Regions from separate parts of the Zea mays genome. Here region 1 is linked to region 2. The links are chromatin contacts, called in public Hi-C maps. All regions are on one chromosome and are shown on one strand. The core of a region is the stretch at or near the end of the contact, and the rest is flanking DNA. Distances in the headings are between cores, read along the strand shown.

Region 1 (3,777 bases), core at 1,096-3,595, 220 kb before region 2:
CGACCCAGTTGTAGACGGAGAGGTAGAGCCGCCGAGCCGGCGGCCGACATCGCCGGAGCCGCGGTGAGCAAGGAAGACGCCGCGAAAGGACTGGATGGACTTGGCTATAGTACTATTCTGAGTTTCTCCTGAGCTGGCTAGGGATCCAGTAAAAGCAGAGAGGCCACACGCATCACGTCAGACAGATGGCATGAAGTGTGCTAGCTTCGGCGTCTCGCCGTCTCGCCGGTGGGCTGCACGGATCGGAGTCCGATTCGATTTGGCAGCGGCGGGCCAACCACTGGCAGGGTTGTGAATTTGGAATTGAATGGGTTCGGATCGGGGCGGATGAAGGACAGGTGAGCCGGTGGGCAGCGGGAGTTATTGCCACTGTTGCAGCAGCCTCCAGCTGCGCAACTGCCTTCCCGCCGCCCGCGCCAATTCCATCCGTGTGTGCTTAGCAGAATGAACATGCCCTTTCTATTTTCTTCCTCTCTTTTTCAGCTCTCCGAGAAAAGCTGCAATTTCTTCTATCCGTCGGCAGCCCTCCTCAATCTCTACAACTCGGTCACGGTAACCCTGTGATCACGACAGTAATAGCTGTTTTTTTTCCAGCTGAATTCTGAGAGAAAAGCGAAGATGGTACAGATGCAGATGTCAAAAGAATTTCGTAAAGCCTCCATACTGTTGCAACGGTGAACGAGAACATGTCCTGAGTTATCTGAGAACGTGATTAAGGCATTAAGCTGGTGTAAGATATTTGAGGCCAATTACAGGTGTCTAGCACCCAAGATTTTCAAGACAGCTCCAACCCTGTACAGTGAGATTAGAAGCAAGAAAATTACACAGTTTTTTTATTCACTTGTCACATGACCAGTACAGAGACTGCAAATTAGATTTACCAAAAAAAAACATAGCAGGTAATAGGTATCACTGGGCTTGTTTCTTTTCGCTTGAAACACCCTCCATTAGTGACTTGTCTCTACACTACTTATCCAATATGAGTAGGCATGAAGCTACAAAAACATGCTTGTCAAATAAGCCAATGCATTAAAAAGGACACAGTATTATACTGTAAACATTTTCCATGAATTGTAAGCAGGTCTGCAGATGTGAAGTAGAGATACTTCGAGAGCCAATTTACAAGCCTAATGACCATGATATGATATGGGAATAATAAATGCCTACCTTCCATCTGGTTGTTGGAGCCTTTTTTTTGAAAGAGAATAGAGAAGTGTCTTGCAGTCAATATTTGGTAGATCGTAGCCAATAATCTTGATTCTTGAGGATAGCAAGGGCAGAATAAGTGCTTTGCAATTGCAAGATGACTAACGTTGAGGCAAAAGGATCCTGAAACAGAGCATATCCCAAACTGCCTAGACAGAGGTGATCAAAATTTAGACTATGAGATCTGCATTAAAGGGGCACTTGGGTGCACCGTCAACATCACATGGGTTTTGGGCTCCCTTTTTTTTTCCTAACGACAGAAATGTACTAGTGCCTACATCTTATATGGAACAAAACCACAGTGAACATAATCGTGACACATACTGACATACAGTACAGTATATGCCAAGAAGAGTTACACCCCCAAGTCGGTCGCCTCTACCCCTTAACTACACTAATTAATTTAACCGGTCAGATGATAACATCACTCGTAGAAACATTGAGAAGTCCGCTACCGCTATCCAATTCAGCCATCTCTGTAATTGCAACCTCCTGCATTTATCACTATGAAATGTGTTATTCGCTTTGGATTAAAGATAACTATTTGGACTGCTACAACTTTTGTAATTTATAGAGATAAAAACACTATAACAGCAATAGAATCCATTACGACTTAAATCCAAGCGAACCAGTGATCTTCTTGACGGTTTTAGTTGCCATGAGCTTTGGATGCTCCTCTTCTTCGTTCTTGTCTCGTGTACTCCAATGCCAACCAGCCTATCATCTAAAGGCTACTGCTAGCATTAAGTACAAATCGCTACTTCTCCAAAGAAAAATGTGTGTTTTAGGATAAGAATGTTACTACAATTCTACCTGATGCTGGTGCCGCTGCTGTGGTCGACGAAGCGGCACGGCAAGAGCGTGTCCGTCCGTGGGCCCTGCCCCGGGATGATCGTCGGGTCAGCCGCCGAGCTGAACGGAGGTCGCTCACCGTTGGGGGGCCGTTGGGCCGCCCGCGCTACTCCCCAACCAACTGCGGCCAGATCACGCTGCGCAGCGCAGGCCCTCTTTACTCAGCTGTCCATGCTGCTGCTGCTCAGAGTGTGGGGCGCCGTGGACACGGTCCACATCAAGATGCTGAGCCACATAACTCCGGTGGGTGTGGGTCCAACGCCCCCCACCTGCACGCTGCCCTCCCCCGCCCCGCCGCGGGATCAAATACGCCGCCTCCGCCCGTCCACTCCCTCGCCGCCCCCGTCTCCTCTCCTCTCCTCTCCTCTCCCCCGCATCCACGGCCGCAGGCAGCAGGCAGCCACTCGACGATCTAGTCGTCTCTCTCCCCGCTCTGCCGCCTCGCTGCCGCGGCTTCCCGTCGGCGGGAGGATGAAGGTCACGGTCGTGTCCCGGAGCGGCCGGGAGGTCGTCAAGGGCGGCATCGACCTCAAGGACTCGGTACGTTGTGCTCCCTCCCGCCCGCTCGCCAGCCCGCCGCCTCTTGATTCGCTCCGGGGGGCTGGGTTTATTGCCGTCGGGGGAGGCTCGGTTCTCCTCTGGGGTTCGAGATCTCTCGTAGAGGTTTCACCTTGGATTCATATTCATTCGTGGGTTCCTTTTTACAGGCCAAGGTCGCGGACCTGCAGGAGGCCATCCATGCCAGGAGTAAGTGGACTCCCTCCCTGCTTGCTTACATTTCGGCACTTGCTTCTACTACCCAGCAGTTTCCGTATTCCATTCATCCATGCCTTGCAGCAACCAACCAACAAAGAAACACGCGTGTGTTCTGGAGTTAAGGACCGAACACGGGGGGTGTTTACAGCGTGCGGTGTGCGAGAGTCATTCAGCAAGCGGGAATCTGTGGGCCGCTTTTATCTTTCATTTGCACCAGTAAACGACCTTTGCAAACATTTCGGCGCTGCTTTGCTAACGCCTAACAGAGCTGTTTGATTGCCTCTTTTCTATACGTCTTGTCCTGAGAATTGTAGCTGCAAACTTTGCTAGCAAATCCTGAACTTTAGTGCTTGCGTGGCCAGTATGAAACTGCAGTGCAGCCCATGCTTGTGTGATGTCGCAGGTTTATCTTGCTCTCCTGAATTCCATGTATGTGCTAAAAGGCCACGACTAGTGCCTTTGGGTGTGGTATGCAATTTGTGTGTTTTTTATCCTCTAGGCTGCAGCAGTATCTAGTGTTTGCAATTCGGTCCATATGACCACATGTCAATGACTCTAGTCAACCTGGGTTCGTTTTGATTGCTTGCCCTCCTTGTTTGCCCTGTTTGGCAGGGATTTATTTTGGGGTTTCAGTGCTGCAGGTCGTTAGGATCTGTTTAGGTAGGAAGGAGTTGGCCATCAGCATCAACTCACACCCTTTGTGTTTTTTTATTTCCTTTTTGTCAAAATACATTTATCTGACATGATCTGTGAAAAAAATATATCAAGGGATAATTTATTTAGATGGGAACAGGAAGATAGTTGAGCAGTATCTAGAAGTTGTCTCTGGGACATGTTATTGGCCTTTTAATATTATTTGCAAATAACATCCATACTGCATTCAGTCAACGTTTATTACATTTATTATGGTTTAATTCAAAGTATGTAAGCATGGTTGTTTTTTGACAAAAAACATATTTAGAC
Region 2 (3,647 bases), core at 278-2,777:
AGAGTTCTCAAACTAGCCTTTAGTAAGGTAAGTACTATGTAGCTATTTCTAACAAGGGTATATGTGTGGTGTACAAAATTTTGTTTCTCCATCAGATTATGTATTTGCAAAATTATGCATTGAAGAAGAGATGGTGGACAAATTTGCATAACTTATCTCTTCATGTGCATTTTACCTGTGTGCTGGAGACATAAATTGTGCTGCAGTATCGTGCGATGGATATTTTTACATTTTGCCTACCTTGCTGGAAGTATGGATATTTTCACATTTTACCTGTCTTGTTAGAGGTAGGCTAAACAATGTTTAAATACACTAGAGCTAATAGTTAATGACTAAAATTAATTAAAGACATTCAAACAATCTAACTAATAATTCAACTATTAGCTATTTTTAGTAAATTAGTTAATTGTAGCTAGCTAATTCTATTAGCAATTTTTTTTAGCTAATTAACTATTAGTCTAGTACGTTCAAACACCCCCTAAATGTTTTAGTTTTTGCTCATAATTAGCAAAATATATTTCATATGCTGCAAGCATGCTTATAAGTCATTTTTAACTTTTTTAGAGAGCCAAAACACCTTAACTTTAAATAAAACTACGGAAACATCACGATGATTTATATTATCGAATAGACATGCTATAAAACATAATCAATAAAAAAATATAACTGTACTTATTTTAATTTATTAATGTTATTGTACAAATTTAGTTGAACTTAAGATACTTTCATTCCAATAAGGTTTAAATGACTTATAATTTAGACCGAAAAGAGCATATTGTTACTAAATACAGTTATCCTGATTTATATGAGTACAAGTTGTGAGTTTGAATCACACACAAGATATGTAAAAAAAATGGACACCTCAGAAATAAAAGTCAGGTTAATAAAATTATTCACTCTCTATCATTATTATTGGTAGATAAATACATAGATGTAGAGTAGAACACCCTTTTTGTTTTAAAATTTTATCTATATATAGATAGATAGTTAGATAGATAAAAGTAGTCTATATAGTAGAATAGATAAATAGATAATTTATTTATACCGAAAAGAGTATATTGTTACTAAATACAATTATTTTAATTTATATGAGTACAAGTTGTGAGTTTGAATCACACATAAGATATGTAAAAAAATAGACACTTCAGAAATAAAAGTCAGGTTAATATAATTCTTCACTCTCTATCATTGTTATTGGTAGATAAATACATAGATATAGAGTAGAACACCTTTTTTGTTTTTAAAATTTTATCTATATATATAGATAGATAGTTAGATAGATAAAGGTAGTCCATATAGTAGAATAGATAAATAGATAATTTATATATATCTTATATATATAATAAGAAGATATATAGAGATAGAGATAGAAAGATACCTATACCTCTTTTTTAAGGTAAAACGTACAAGAAAATTCCATGTGGCAGTAGGGGCCACATGTCATCGTGAATACTGGCCGGCAGGCCTCATGTCTCACATGAGAGGCCACAAACCTCACTCCGCCTGTGTTATCATTTGCACCTTCTCTTCCTTCCTCTTCCTCTGCAAGAAGCCAAATACAATTTAGAAGCGCCCTTCCTCCTCTCCCCCATCCGTACCCAATCTAATCGACACCCGGCCGAGATGGGCCGCAAGTTCTTCGTTGGTGGCAACTGGAAATGCGTAATTTCTCTTCCCCCGTCGAACTGCCTATTTTTCTTTCGTGGATGGGATGTGGACCTTTGGTAGTATATCTGATCCCGTTTACGGTTAAGCTAGGCAGTGTTTTGTTTTTGTTTTTGTTTTTGTTTGGGGAGGGGGTTTGGATTCGATTGCTCTGGATTCAGTTCACCGTAATAATTGGGTTTTTTGCTCTTGGTTGGGAAGCCCGGATATGATGCCTCCAGGTTAAGGTCCGGCCACGAATAGAATCGATCTGGTCGTTCTCGTACAAAACGGAATCTAAGGTGATGTTGATGGTTTTTGTATGTTGTGACCTAGCTGGAAGAGCCCGCGTTCTTCTTCCAATGCGCCTGTGCTTCCCAGGCTCCAGCGCAGAGCAAATCGTAAAAGCCCTTCATAAGTTTCGTGATGCATGTTGTCTGTAGGAGCAGAGGAGTTCGATATCCAACTTTTGGAGACCCATTCTCGTTTGCTGCACGAATTAACCTTACGTTTCTTGTCATGGAGCTCGGGGCTTGCTCAATCTGAGCATAGGTTGGAGCTCCTCGCGAATTGAGTACTCATTGGCAGTGTAAGAGCTTGCTCAATCTGATAGTAGGTTGGAGCTCCTTTTGTGAATCGAATACACACTGGCAGTGAAAGAGCCTGTTGCTTTGCCAAATTTCTCATACAAGTGACATGTATATATATTGAATTGCTTGATAACTGATCATGTCATGGTTGATATTGATGCGTGCAGAATGGAACCACAGATCAGGTTGAGAAGATTGTCAAAACCCTGAATGAAGGAAATGTTCCCTCTTCAGATGTTGTTGGTATGGACAACCAAAATTTACATAATATGTTTTAGGACTGACCTTGAACATTGCATACATTTGTGTAGTCCTGAGAAATTTACCAATTGTATGATGTGCTTAATGAGTTGTAACTGTTTGCATTGCAGAGGTCGTTGTCAGTCCTCCTTATGTGTTCCTCCCGGTGGTCAAGAGCCAGCTGCGCCAAGAGTTCCAAGTTGCTGCTCAGAACTGCTGGGTGAAGAAGGGAGGTGCATTCACCGGTGAAATTAGGTTAGTCTTTAATTCTATCCTGGCTGACTACGACATATGTCATAATGACCAATCTGTGGAAGGATTATTGTCAAAACTTTGAAGCAAATACATAGTCTTGTACTAGAATAATTGCTTATATTTCTTGACCATTATGCACGGAGTCCTTTGAGGTCACCTTTCATGTTTTCATTCAATTTTAACTATTATCATCTGATTACTATGCTATGTTAAGCATTCTGCATATATGTAACATAATTCAGCAGTTTGTGTATTGCGCTTGTTTCCCCATTGAATTTCACTATTAGTTGATTACGAAGTCATTATTGATGCAGTGCTGAGATGCTCGTCAACCTTGGCGTTCCCTGGGTCATTCTTGGACACTCTGAAAGGAGAGCTCTGCTGGGAGAATCAAATGAGGTATGATCCATGTCACAACTTATGCAACATGTCTTTTGTGTTATTTTCATTGCGCTTGTAATGTGTGCATATTTTTATCTGGGACTATGTTGTATCTACTTTAATTCTCCCCTGAGACACCAACCAATTATTTAGCTGTTCCCTGTCTTCGGCATAGCCACTGCCATTCAATGAATGTTCACATCTAATGGTTTTACTCTTCTGCTTGGATGCCAGTTTGTTGGAGACAAGGTTGCTTTTGCTCTGTCTCAGGGACTAAAGGTCATTGCATGTGTTGGTGAGACCCTTGAGGAGAGGGAGGCTGGTTCAACCATGGATGTTGTTGCTGCACAAACAAAAGCAATTGCTGGTACTTTTCCTTTACATTCCCTCCAGTGACATGACATGTGTAGTCTCTTTCTAGCCCTTCATGGTTAGTTTTTTAATGGTAATGAAGAGTTGCTGCCTTGTTGGTTCATTATATAAATGTAGCTATACATCTTTTGGTTGAGATTGTTCGTCTGGCATTTATTCAGTCGT

The links. Hi-C and Micro-C count contacts between places; a contact is called where the count stands out from the background.
Region 1: a Hi-C map of leaf shows a contact between it and region 2, with 6 times the contacts expected there. The contact joins the promoter of LOC100191179 here to the promoter of LOC100194114 in region 2. A contact is called at or near these places in 12 of 25 Hi-C or Micro-C datasets (bundle sheath, ear, endosperm and 5 more).

Annotation. Positions count from the first base shown.
Region 1 is chr8:15,035,814-15,039,590 of Zm-B73-REFERENCE-NAM-5.0, reverse strand. It overlaps LOC100191179, which reads left to right and starts at 2,345. Exons shown (of 4, transcript NM_001136614.1): 1 at 2,345-2,598; 2 at 2,766-2,805. The coding sequence starts at 2,530. LOC118473080 (a long non-coding RNA gene) reads right to left here and starts at 1,950. Exons shown (of 3, transcript XR_004851892.1): 1 at 1,168-1,950; 2 at 882-995; 3 at 710-792. LOC100383128 reads right to left here and starts at 141. Exons shown (of 17, transcript NM_001175794.1): 1 at 1-141.
Region 2 is chr8:14,819,742-14,823,388 of Zm-B73-REFERENCE-NAM-5.0, reverse strand. It overlaps LOC100194114, which reads left to right and starts at 1,527. Exons shown (of 9, transcript NM_001139167.1): 1 at 1,527-1,662; 2 at 2,402-2,477; 3 at 2,606-2,729; 4 at 3,044-3,128; 5 at 3,345-3,477. The coding sequence starts at 1,624.